Linked DNA regions of Zea mays: region 1 is linked to region 2. The links are chromatin contacts, called in public Hi-C maps. All regions are on one chromosome and are shown on one strand. Each heading gives the region's core, a stretch centred on a gene start, on an enhancer-like site or on the middle of the called end of the contact. The rest is flanking DNA. Distances are from core to core; before and after follow the strand shown. Region 1 holds the start of LOC542610 (60S ribosomal protein L26-1). Region 2 holds the start of LOC100283774 (vacuolar sorting protein 4b).

Region 1 (5,392 bases), core at 2,211-4,710, 220 kb before region 2:
TCACAAAAGAATTTGCAAAAACAAAACATGTGGTGGAAGAGTGGTCCAAAATGTTAGAAATGAAGAAACAATCCATGCGCATCATATACAGTATTTATATTGGCTCAATTCTAAGCAACCTTTGCACTTACATTATGCAAACTAGTTCAATAATGCACTTCTATACTTGCTTTGGTTTGTGTTGGCATCAATCACCAAAAAGGGGGAGATTGAAAGGGAATTAGGCTTACACCTAGTTCCTAATTGATTTTGGTGGTTGAATTGCCCAACACAAATAATTGGACTAACTAGTTTGCTCTAGTGTATAAGTTATACAGGTGCCAAAGGTTCACACTTAGCCAATAAAAAGACCAAGAATTGGGTTCAACAAAGAGAGCAAGGGATAACCGAAGTGTGCCCTGGTCTGGCGCACCAGACTGTCCGGTGTGCCACCGGACAGTGTCCGGTGCACCACCAGACAGTGTCCGGTGCACTAGGGGACTTCACGCTGAACTCTTCACCTTCGGGAAAATCCAGAGGCGCTCCGCTATAATTCACCGGACTGTCCGGTGCACACCAGACAGTGTCCGTTGCCCCAAGGAAGAGCGGCTCTGGAACTCGCCAGCCTCGGGAATTCGCTCCGCTATAATTCACCGGACGTGTTCGGTGTACACCGGACTGTCCGGTGAGCCAGCGGAGCAACAGCTACTTCGCGCCAACGGTCACCTGCAGGCGCATTTAATGCGCGCCAGAAGCACGCAGAAGTCAGGCACGCGCGCGCTGGCACACTAGACACTCTACAGTACATGTCCGGTGTGCCACCGGACATCCAGGCGGGCCCAGAAGACAGAGCTCCAACGGTCGGAACCCAACGACCTTGGTGACGTGGCTGGCGCACCGGACATGTCCGGTGTGCACCGGACTGTCCGGTGCACCATGCGACAGACAGCCCCACCAAACGGCTAGTTTGGTGGTTGGGGCTATAAATACCCCCAACCACCCCTCATTCAAGACATCCAAGTTTTCACACTTCCAACCACTTACAAGAGCTAGACATTCAATACAAGACACACCCAAGTGATCAAATCCTCTCCCAAATTCCACAAAAGCATTAGTGACTAGGGAGAGTGATTTGTTGTGTTTCTTTGAGCTCTTGCGCTTGGATCGCTTGTTTTCTTTCTCATTCTTTCTTGTGAACAAACACTCAATTGCAACCAAGGCAAGAGACACCAATTGTGTGGTGGTCCTTGCGGGGAAGTTTTATTCCCGGTTGATTTGAGAAGAGAAAGCTCACTCGGTCCGAGGGACCGTTTGAGAGAGGGAAAGGGTTGAAAGAGACCCGGTCTTTGTGACCACCTCAACGGGGAGTAGGTTTGCGAGAACCGAACCTCGGTAAAACAAATCCGCGTGTCACTCTTTATTTGTTTGCGATTTGTTTTGCGCCCTCTCTCGCGCACTCATTATATTTCTAACGCTAACCCGGCTTGTAGTTTGTGTTTAAGTTTATAAATTTCAGTTTCACCCTATTCACCCCCCCTCTAGGCGACTTTCAGACTCCCTTGTGAGTGACCTGACGAGCGTTAGCCTCACGCCCAAAGCATCGACATCAACATGCGTCACCCCCATCGCCGACTCCACTGGCTCCCCCTGTAGCACGATGGGCGCAGGCCCCGCCGGCTCCCCCACATGGGTCGAGTGATGCCATCTTCGCCGGCTCCTCCACCTGTGGATCAGGAGGCATCGGCTTCGCCCACTCCTCCTATGGAGCAGGAGGTGTTGGCTCCAACACTTGCCATGGGAGAACCTTCTATATTCAACCCCCATCCACTTTCAAGCGAGCTTCGACACAAGAACCTACACTAGCATGTATGCTAATCTCCCCTTCCCCTTGGGGTGCCTAGACTCTAAGGAGGAAGACGATTCGGGTCGTGACCTAGACTTTACCGGGCTCCGTGATCCTGAGGCCATGCAACACTTCCTATTTGCATGCGACGACCTCCTCTTCGACGGCTCCAATGACTACAACTCCGCCGATGAGGGTTACGACCCGACTCGGGAGTGCTTTCGTGCAGGGCACGAGGAGCATGACAAAGGGAACTATCTCGGCATGCCAAGGAGGCCAACGCCCCCGCACGTCGCGGAGCCAAGGGAGCAGGGTGTGGCTCAGACCTTTGACGGGAGTCACATAGCCCACCTCGAGCAGCTCCACAAGCTACACGCCAAGCTCGGGGAAGAGCAACAACGACTGCAGTAGCTTCGACAAGTTCTCGAGCGGGAAGCAGCAGGTGGAGCCCTTGACGAGGGAGCACGCGCCAAGGCACGCGATGTCCACCATCACATCATGGAAGAAGCTGAGGTTGAAGCCCCTTCGGCATTTTCACAGGGCCTGCCAGAACCTTGCTACGACATCAATCCTGGTCCGAACAATGCCGGAACCATCCACCACCGAGGGACGTCGAATCCATGGTTAATTCAGGGGTCTCTTAGAGTGCGCTGCAGTCTAGCAGGTCGAGAGCTCTGCCTCGGAACAACGAACGGGGCCTTCTCGCCAAGAGAGAGAGGCCTCGGCCCGAGCCCGCGAAGGAAAAAGGTCCCGAAGTCCCGGTTCGCCTCCTCGACAACCGCGTAGAACCGTCGTGTTCACGGCCGCCTCGGTGGGCAGCTACACCACGACGATCGACGACATGCCAATAAAATTTTGATTGGGTTGATATACACTTATACTTAGTAACTGCTAATAAAATTTTGACCAACTTCTTTTAAAGCAGTGCTCATCATATGATGTATTTATTTACTTATTTTGTACATAACCTCTATTATATAATAAAGATGTGATATTGATTTCTGTCACATGAGTCATCATATGTGTGAGACTTGATTTTAACACATATTTGAGACGCACCCATATTTACCCTTAAATTCGAGATATGATAAACTTGTTGCATCATACAGTGATGTTGCAGGCACTTACGAGGTTGCTAACGAGAGGTAGGCAGCAAGAGAGACAAATCTTGATGCGATCCTTCACTAGCACATGTAACTCCATTAAATTAAATTGGTTCACCAAAACTAGATTAAAAATTGAACTACTATCTAAATATTAGGAAATATAGAAGACCAAGCTATTTTTTACTCCTAATAGCTATTTAGCAACTTGTTGAGCATGAGTTTATGAAGTTTTTTTAGAAAAACTATTAGAGTTACTCTAACTAACTATTGACAAATAATGAATTAGGTCTGGTTTCCTAATCCATAACCAGAACCTTTCTACTATCTCATTCCATTTTTCATTTCTCTATCTCAGTGACTATCCAAACGTCACCTAAATCGATATAGCCCATATCCCATAGCAAACAAAAAAAAGCCCAACTCAACCACCCATTCCATCCAACAGATCGACGCCGTCCGACGCGAATCGAACGTCCCCACAGCGATTACACAAAACCCTAGCAGCACACCAGCTATATAATCCTTCTGCCGACTACCACCAGCCGCCTCCACTCGCTCCCCCACACAGAAAACCCTAGCCGCCGCCACCGAAGCGGCCTCCCAGGTAAGCAAGAGCGTCCACCCCGCCGCCGCCATGAAGCGCAATCCCCGCGTCACGAGCTCTCGCCGGAAGTGCCGCAAGGCGCACTTCACGGCCCCGTCCTCCGTCCGCCGCGTTCTCATGTCCGCCGGGCTGTCGACGGAGCTCCGCCACAAGTACAACGTGCGCTCCATCCCGATCCGCAAGGACGACGAGGTGCAGGTCGTGCGCGGCACCTACAAGGGCCGTGAGGGGAAGGTGGTGCAGGTGTACCGCCGCCGCTGGGTCATCCACGTCGAGCGGATCACCCGCGAGAAGGTGAACGGCTCCACCGTGAACGTGGGCATCCACCCCTCCAAAGTGATCGTCACCAAGCTGAAGCTCGACAAGGACCGTAAGGCTCTCCTCGACCGCAAGGCCCGGGGCCGCGCCGCCGACAAGGCTAAGGGCAAGTTTACTGCCGACGACGTCGCTGCAGCCGCCGCTGGTGGCGCCGCCACCGGCGCCTCTCTCCAGGAGATCGACTAGACTCTTCACGGTCATCTGATGGTTGTCGTACCGCCTTTTCCTCATCTCTTTTGTTTTTGCTACCAATGATTATGTGATAGAGGTTTTATGTTATTTGAAAACTGCTCTGTGCCTGGATGAGAGTTTTTGGAACATAATGTGAACCTGTGTGTCTGTGACCTGAGCTTTGAAGATCTCATTATGTGGTTAATGTCTCCTTGTAGTATCTTCTAAATGGTTGCTGTGATTTGTCTTCACTCTATTACCTGTCTGATGCATGTAGCGTTTTTTTGCTAATTTTATATTACAGTCTGTTAAATTAGCTAGAATTATTGTTTGTAGGATGTATTTCGAATTATCTAACTGTGGGGAAACAATTTATATTAATTGCCGATCTAGTTATTCTGAACGTTTTAAATTTGACACATTTCAGATATTTTTCATCAGCAGCCAGTATGCATGCATGTATTGTTCGTTTGCCTTGGTTGGAGGGGGGGGGGGGGGGGGCGTCGTTTAATCTTGATCCTAAAAAACCTTCATGACTTCATCAGCCATATTGGGATCAGGCGAACTAAGGCCTTTGGCACGTTCTATGGTTGTGTATGTTAAGTTTTTGTATGTTCTGTTCTTGTTTTCCTTGTTATCGAGTTACAGTTTGCTAGTACATCAAACATGCTTATGCAGGTAACTTGTTGGCGTCGAATTATGTTTCCAATGGCTAATGTTAGCCTAAACCCTTGTTTAGCCCCTGTTATGCTTGCCTGTTACTGAGGACTAGCAATTTTAAATAACTATGTTAATACTTTTATTCATTATCGTGAGAGCCTAACGACTGTTTGAAATATATCATGTTTTTGCTTTGAAACAAATTGCTCAGTTTGAATGAGTGAAAATTTGTTGAACTGAGCCGTCCTGAATGCTTGCTGATTCTTTAGCGAAACATTTGATCTTTTCTTTGGCGTGGAAAACACTATGTTCCTGAATTCGACTGTTGCAGTGATTGCCTATCTTCCCTGAAAAATGTGTGGAGATAAGTTAGCGTTTGGTTCTAGAGCCTACTTGAATGAAGTGGCACTCTTCTAGGTTCTGATAGAAATGCTCTTGTCCTCGGTACCGCTGTTCTAGTTTTGTTTGGTTCTTGAGTGAGTGGCTTGTGTTTGGGTGTAGAGTGAAGCATGATGAATGGAAATAGATAATGGGAGCGTAGGAACACGAATGAATGGTTGTAGAGAGAAGCAAAGATTGTTGGTTCAAAGGAACAAGCATTTTGACTTGTGTTGCGGAGGCACCCACGCCCTCTTAGACTGCAGTTTCGTTCCTTCCACGGTTGCCATAAAACGAGCAGTTCCAGCGAGCCCATCCTTCTCCCCAAGTTGC
Region 2 (5,503 bases), core at 2,313-4,812:
ATATTTGATCCCTTTTGAATTTTGAAGTGAACCATCTTTCAGTTCACACTTGTAACACCTAAAATTCTACTTTAGAATTTATAACATTAATAATTAAAAAAGTCCCAAAGTGAATATATTGTCTAAATAAAAGACCAAAATAAAAGATACTTAGAAATTAAATTATACTTGGATTGGATTATATATAGAAGAATTATGTGTTAGACTCTCTTTTGGATAAAATAATTGGAGATATTCTCTAGATAGGTTGAGATAAAACTACCTTTTGTGTAAAATTATGTAATAGTAGTTGTGTCTTTGAAACATATAATTTAGATATATAATAACAGCGAAAGGTCCTCTAGCTGAGTTGGTTAGGTGATCTGAGTAGCACTCCTCAGGTCCTGGGTTCAACTCCCCGTGGGAGCGAATTTCGGGCTGTGGTTAAAAAAATCCTCTCGTCTGTCCCACGCCAAAGCACATGTCTAAGGCTCAGCCCCGGTCATGTTCGTTCTCACATGGGCTTCGATGCCGCTGTGTATGGGTGGGGCAGGGGTTCGAGGGTTTTCTCGACCTGTGTGAGAAGGTCTTCTTCTTAATACAATGTCCGGGGCTGTCTTACCCCCCGCAGGTCGAGATATATAATAACAAGAAGATTTCTTATGTGTGTTAAAACAAGTGGGATATTCCTTTCATTAACTATGTAGTTTAAAATATTAATGAATAAATAAATGCAGTAAAAAATAAATAAGATTATTGCAAACAGTGGTAGTATTATTCATATATTAGAATTATGGCGGATATTTGGAAACCTGAAATTCAAAACAGGAATTTAAAATTTAGTTTGAATCTTTAAATTTGGAAATAGAAAAGAAAGAAAAAAGGAAAAAGAAAAGGGGAGCCGAATGGGCCGCTCACTCATTTTCAGCCCATTTCACCAAAGCGGCTTCCGCGCTGCCTGCCTCATCCTGACCACACGGGCGGTCACTGACACGTAGGTCCGCCCTGTCAGCCTCTGCACGCCCTTCTCTCTGCCTGTGTCGCTGCCGCGCGGGCCCGCCCACCAACCTCACTATTGCGCTCATCTTCTTCACGGATCTGTTTCAACAGACACCGTGTTCACCGCTGTCGCCATGAAATCCGGTGCCCCCACAACGACCTCCGTTTATCCTGGTCGTGATGAGGTTTTCCCTAGTGTATAAAACCTGAAGGCCTCGTTCCCCTTGTCTATCTGCTCCCGCAAACCACACCGAGGCGCCACGAGAGGGGAGGGAAGCAGGAAGCCGCCACCGTCACTACTCGCACGCGCCTTCAACCAAGCCTCGGCTGGCACCGCAAGGGGTTCCCCGGTGCACACTGATCGTGTCGTGGGTCGGCCGTGGGAAGGCAGGAGCTTGGCGCGTGGGGATTGCTCGTCGTTGCTGCTGCGCCTCCAGCGAACCGCGGGTCGGCGTGGGCAGTGTTCCGCGCATCCCAATCACTGGTGAGAAACGCCTTATTCAATTCGCCTTGCTCCATAGTTCGTGTAGCACTGTCCGGATTAGAAATTGGTGCTCGGGCCACAGGTTTGGGCGAGGCCGGCAATGGCGCCGCCGTGGTTGGCGCGCGCCACCGTGGCTGGGCGCTGGGGAAGATGGGTTGAAGGGGGGAAAGTTTATGGTCGTTGATCCGGTGATGAAGGGCTAAGAATAGATGGTGGGATACCCCCCTTTCGGTGATTTGATCTAAACCGTCGGCGCGAATCGAATGGCCCATATTGGATCACATCGCATTAAATACTGACCATAGATCCGAGACCTGGCGATCAGTAATGCGTACCGGTTCAGAAAGGACTTGATATAATCTCGTGCGTCCAACCCGGATCCAACGGCTCACATGAGCCTATACCCCTTCGGCCGCGTGAAAAATGCAAAAAGGACCCTGTGCTTTTCACAAACTAACCCTAAATCCATTTTTCAGTGTAAAGAAAATAAAAATAAATGAAGACTTTGCGTATTAGCCCCTGGAGTTTATTTTTAAGCACAAAATTAATACAAAAATGAACAAAACCTAGGAAAATCCATATCTTGCTCATTTTAACTCCGATTTGGTCCGTTCAAGTTGCGTTAGTTTCGTAATAAAGTTGCCTACACAGTAGCAAACTAGCAATATTATTTGATCATGTGCCATAACTTTTATAAATAGATATTATTTAACCTACGTTTTGGTAGATTAATCTTTCTTAATCTATCCATAATTATAACCAAACTAGGATATGGTCCCTGCTCAAGTTGTAACTTAGAGTAAAATTGAATTAGTTATATCTTTAATATATTCTCTCAAATAATTTACATTAATCCACATAGAATCTAGTTTTTATTATTCAATCATGTATGTCTTCCGAAAACTATACCTCTTTAACCGTAACTCTGAATTTAGTAGTTCTCAAACCCACGTTCTTGTAGCATCGCGTAGAATGTTTTTACGTTGTTTGTTCTCATGTTTGGTGTACTGTTAATTTATTTGATATTATGTGTATGTTATTTAACACTCAGCGATGCTCTAGAGGAAGATTGAGAAGAAAAATCATGTAAGTTGTCAAACATATGGTCCCTAGAAGTGGTCTTGTCCAACAATATAAATCATCATCTAGAAAATGGAAGTTATCAATCAACCAAATATTCAATAATCACTATCGACCAAAACAATGGTATTCACTACTTAACAGTAACAATGGATAATTGTATCAACCCTAGCTCACTCCATCCAATTTGATAAATATAATAAAGATCTGCAAAGCCTTTTGTGACCCCATATCAATTTCAATCGCCAAACTTTTATCAGGATCAAAGCTTAATAAAGGGGGAAAAGATAACGCTTTTAGGTACCGTCGCTCACCCGTGAAGAACTGCGGGAACTTGACGGGCAATATAACGGCCTCCTGCAGTGCCTGCTTGGCGCTCTCGAGGCCGGCAACGTCGTTCCACTTAATGTTGGGCTTCTCGGTGATGATGGCGGAGTTGAGCCCCGCCCTCAGCTTGGACTGCTCGGAGTCATCCCCTCCGTTGCCTCCGTCCCCGTCCTTGCCCTTGGTCTTGGGGCGCGTGGCGACAGCTGCGTCGCCACCGTTGGCCCCAGGCCCTGCGCCGCCCTCATCGAGGACCGCCCGGATCTCCTCGGCGCGGCGGAGGTACTCGGTGAACTTGGCGGTGATGGCCTCCTTGATCTTGGGGTTCTTCTCGTACTTGAGGTGGGTTTTGAAGTACTCGAGCGCGTTCATGTAGAGAGGGAACGCCTTGACGTAGTTGCCGGCATTGTCCTCCTGGACCGCCTGCTTGACGTACTCGATCGCCTGCTCCTTGAAGTTGCTATACATCGGGGGAGGCCCGGAGGCGCCGCCTCTGCGGCGGGCACCCGCGGATCGGAGGGGGGATCGGCCGGATTAGGCACCTCGACGGCTGATTCGGGAGAGGAGCGAGGAGGCGGCGGGCGGTTGCTTTTTGTGCTGGGGTTTGACGCGGGGAGGAGAAGACGGGGTGCGCAGGAGGGAAAGGGGAACAGAGACGAGCCGAGGAGGGAGGAGGGGAAAGGAAAAGATGGGAAGGGAGAAGCGTGTTTTTGGCTGCGATTTTTATTTTTTATTGGGTTTGTTAGCATTACGAAGAAAATAGAAAGCTGTTGACGAATGACGATTTTGACTTAGGTCCTTCTGTTTTTTGGTTTTCTAAAAACACCTACAAAATAGTGCTCAAAAATAAAATATTGTATTATTTAAATTATTTAGGGCACTAAAAATAAATTAATCTCCAATAATTAATCCCTATATCATATAATTTAGTAAGTAAACAATATTATTAGAAAATAAAATATTAAAAATGATATAAAAACAAGGATATGACACTAATATAGGGTGTGATATATATGTAGATCACTTCATAGTGTGTTCTATATTTTTTATAAATATTTATAAAATATAAAATTATTGGAGCTATTTTTATAAGTTGAGATATATATTTTAAGATAGAGCATTTAAGGCGTGGTTGGAGATGCCCTACCCGTTTGGATATGATGTTGAACACTAAATAGAAGTATTAAATATAATTTAATTATAGAACTAATTACATAGATAAAGATTAAACAGTAAGACAAATCTATTAAACTTAATTAGTCCATGATTCATTCATGTGATGCTGCAGTAAGTATTTGTTAATTATAAATTAATTAGACTTAATAAATTTGTCTCATCATTTAGTCTTCAATTGTATATTAGTTTTGTAATTAGACTATACTGATGATTAACGTTCAACCATTTAATATGGCACTCACTACTAAACTTTAGGGTTATTTGGTTCTCCTGACTATAATTTAGTTTGTGTCATATCAAATGTTTAAATATTAGTTACGAATATTAAATATAGTCTAATTACAAAAATATCAAACATTTGTAAACTAATCAGTCAGACAAAATTGTTAAGCTTAATCAGTCTATAGTTAGCAAAAGTTTATTGTAGCATCACATGGACGGGTCGAACTAGGCTTAATATGCTTGTCTTATCGTTTATTCTGCATATTTATAATTTGTTTTGTAATTAGTTAATATTTAATGTTTCATATTTAGTGTTTCATCAACTCCAACAACGTCGTGTATGAAGCATGTATAACACTATTTTGTATTGTAGATGAATTGCTTGCAGAGAGGAGTTTAAAATAGTGAGTGAGATAAGGAGTGAAATAGAAAATTTGTTGGAGATAGTATAATATCCAAGTATTTGATGTGACACAGACCAAAAAATAGTTGATGGATCCAAATATTTACTTAGAGCTTATTTGAAAGCAAGGATAATGTAGGGGATTCGGAGGGCTAGAATTCTCCACTATTCAATTTTAAATAGTGAGTGATTTTAATCCTCTCAATCCTCTCTATTTCATCTGCTCCTAAACAATTTCCTTATTAAAATTTAGTTCGTATCACATCAAATATTCAAATAGCAATCATGATTATCATTGGAACCAAACACTCCTAACATGATCCCTAAACTTGTGAGCGAGTATATACATGTTTTCTGTTTTATTTCAACATATACAAGATGCGAGAAAGATTTTGCTGTCTAACTTGCTATATTTTACCTATTTTTTTTGTGTAAAGTGAAAATTTTCTTCGATTCAGATAAACCTTAGTCACAGAGTGAAAGAGCCACGAACCAAACATGGAGAAAAACGCCGAACTTTACAGTCAAGTAGCGCACTTTGGCTTGTGGGCAGCTGTGCCCCTATCACGGTATCCATACACTCCCGGCATCCCTTCCATCCGCGACCCGCCGCGTCCGTACACCGGACCATGCTCTCCACACCCGCCGCAGGCTGGCGCTTCCGCCGGGGAGGTCTGCCCTGGAGGCTTCATACGTGCTCCTGCCTGGCGTCGCCGCTGTCTTCCAGCGGCGGCGAGCCTGAGTACGTTCTGAATTTCACCAGACTTTTTTTCTGAATGTTTTTGCTGCTCTTTCTTCCTTTCTTTTAGTTATGGAAATGTATGTGCTGATGCAGA

Evidence for each region. A called contact is a pair of places that touch in the nucleus more often than the background predicts.
Region 1: a contact with region 2 is called in a Hi-C map of leaf, with 4 times the contacts expected there. The contact joins the promoter of LOC542610 here to the promoter of LOC100283774 in region 2. A contact is called at or near these places in 5 of 25 Hi-C or Micro-C datasets (bundle sheath, ear, leaf and 1 more) and 1 of 3 datasets of contacts at active chromatin or transcription factors (seedling).

What each region holds. Positions count from the first base shown.
Region 1 is chr3:19,702,896-19,708,287 of Zm-B73-REFERENCE-NAM-5.0, reverse strand. It overlaps LOC542610 (60S ribosomal protein L26-1), which reads left to right and starts at 3,460. Exons shown (of 1, transcript NM_001305880.1): 1 at 3,460-4,272. The coding sequence starts at 3,563. The coding sequence ends at 4,036.
Region 2 is chr3:19,481,404-19,486,906 of Zm-B73-REFERENCE-NAM-5.0, reverse strand. It overlaps LOC100283774 (vacuolar sorting protein 4b), which reads right to left and starts at 3,562. Exons shown (of 8, transcript NM_001412581.1): 1 at 2,857-3,562. The coding sequence starts at 3,334. LOC100383285 reads left to right here and starts at 5,248. Exons shown (of 15, transcript NM_001175945.1): 1 at 5,248-5,409; 2 at 5,503. The coding sequence starts at 5,297.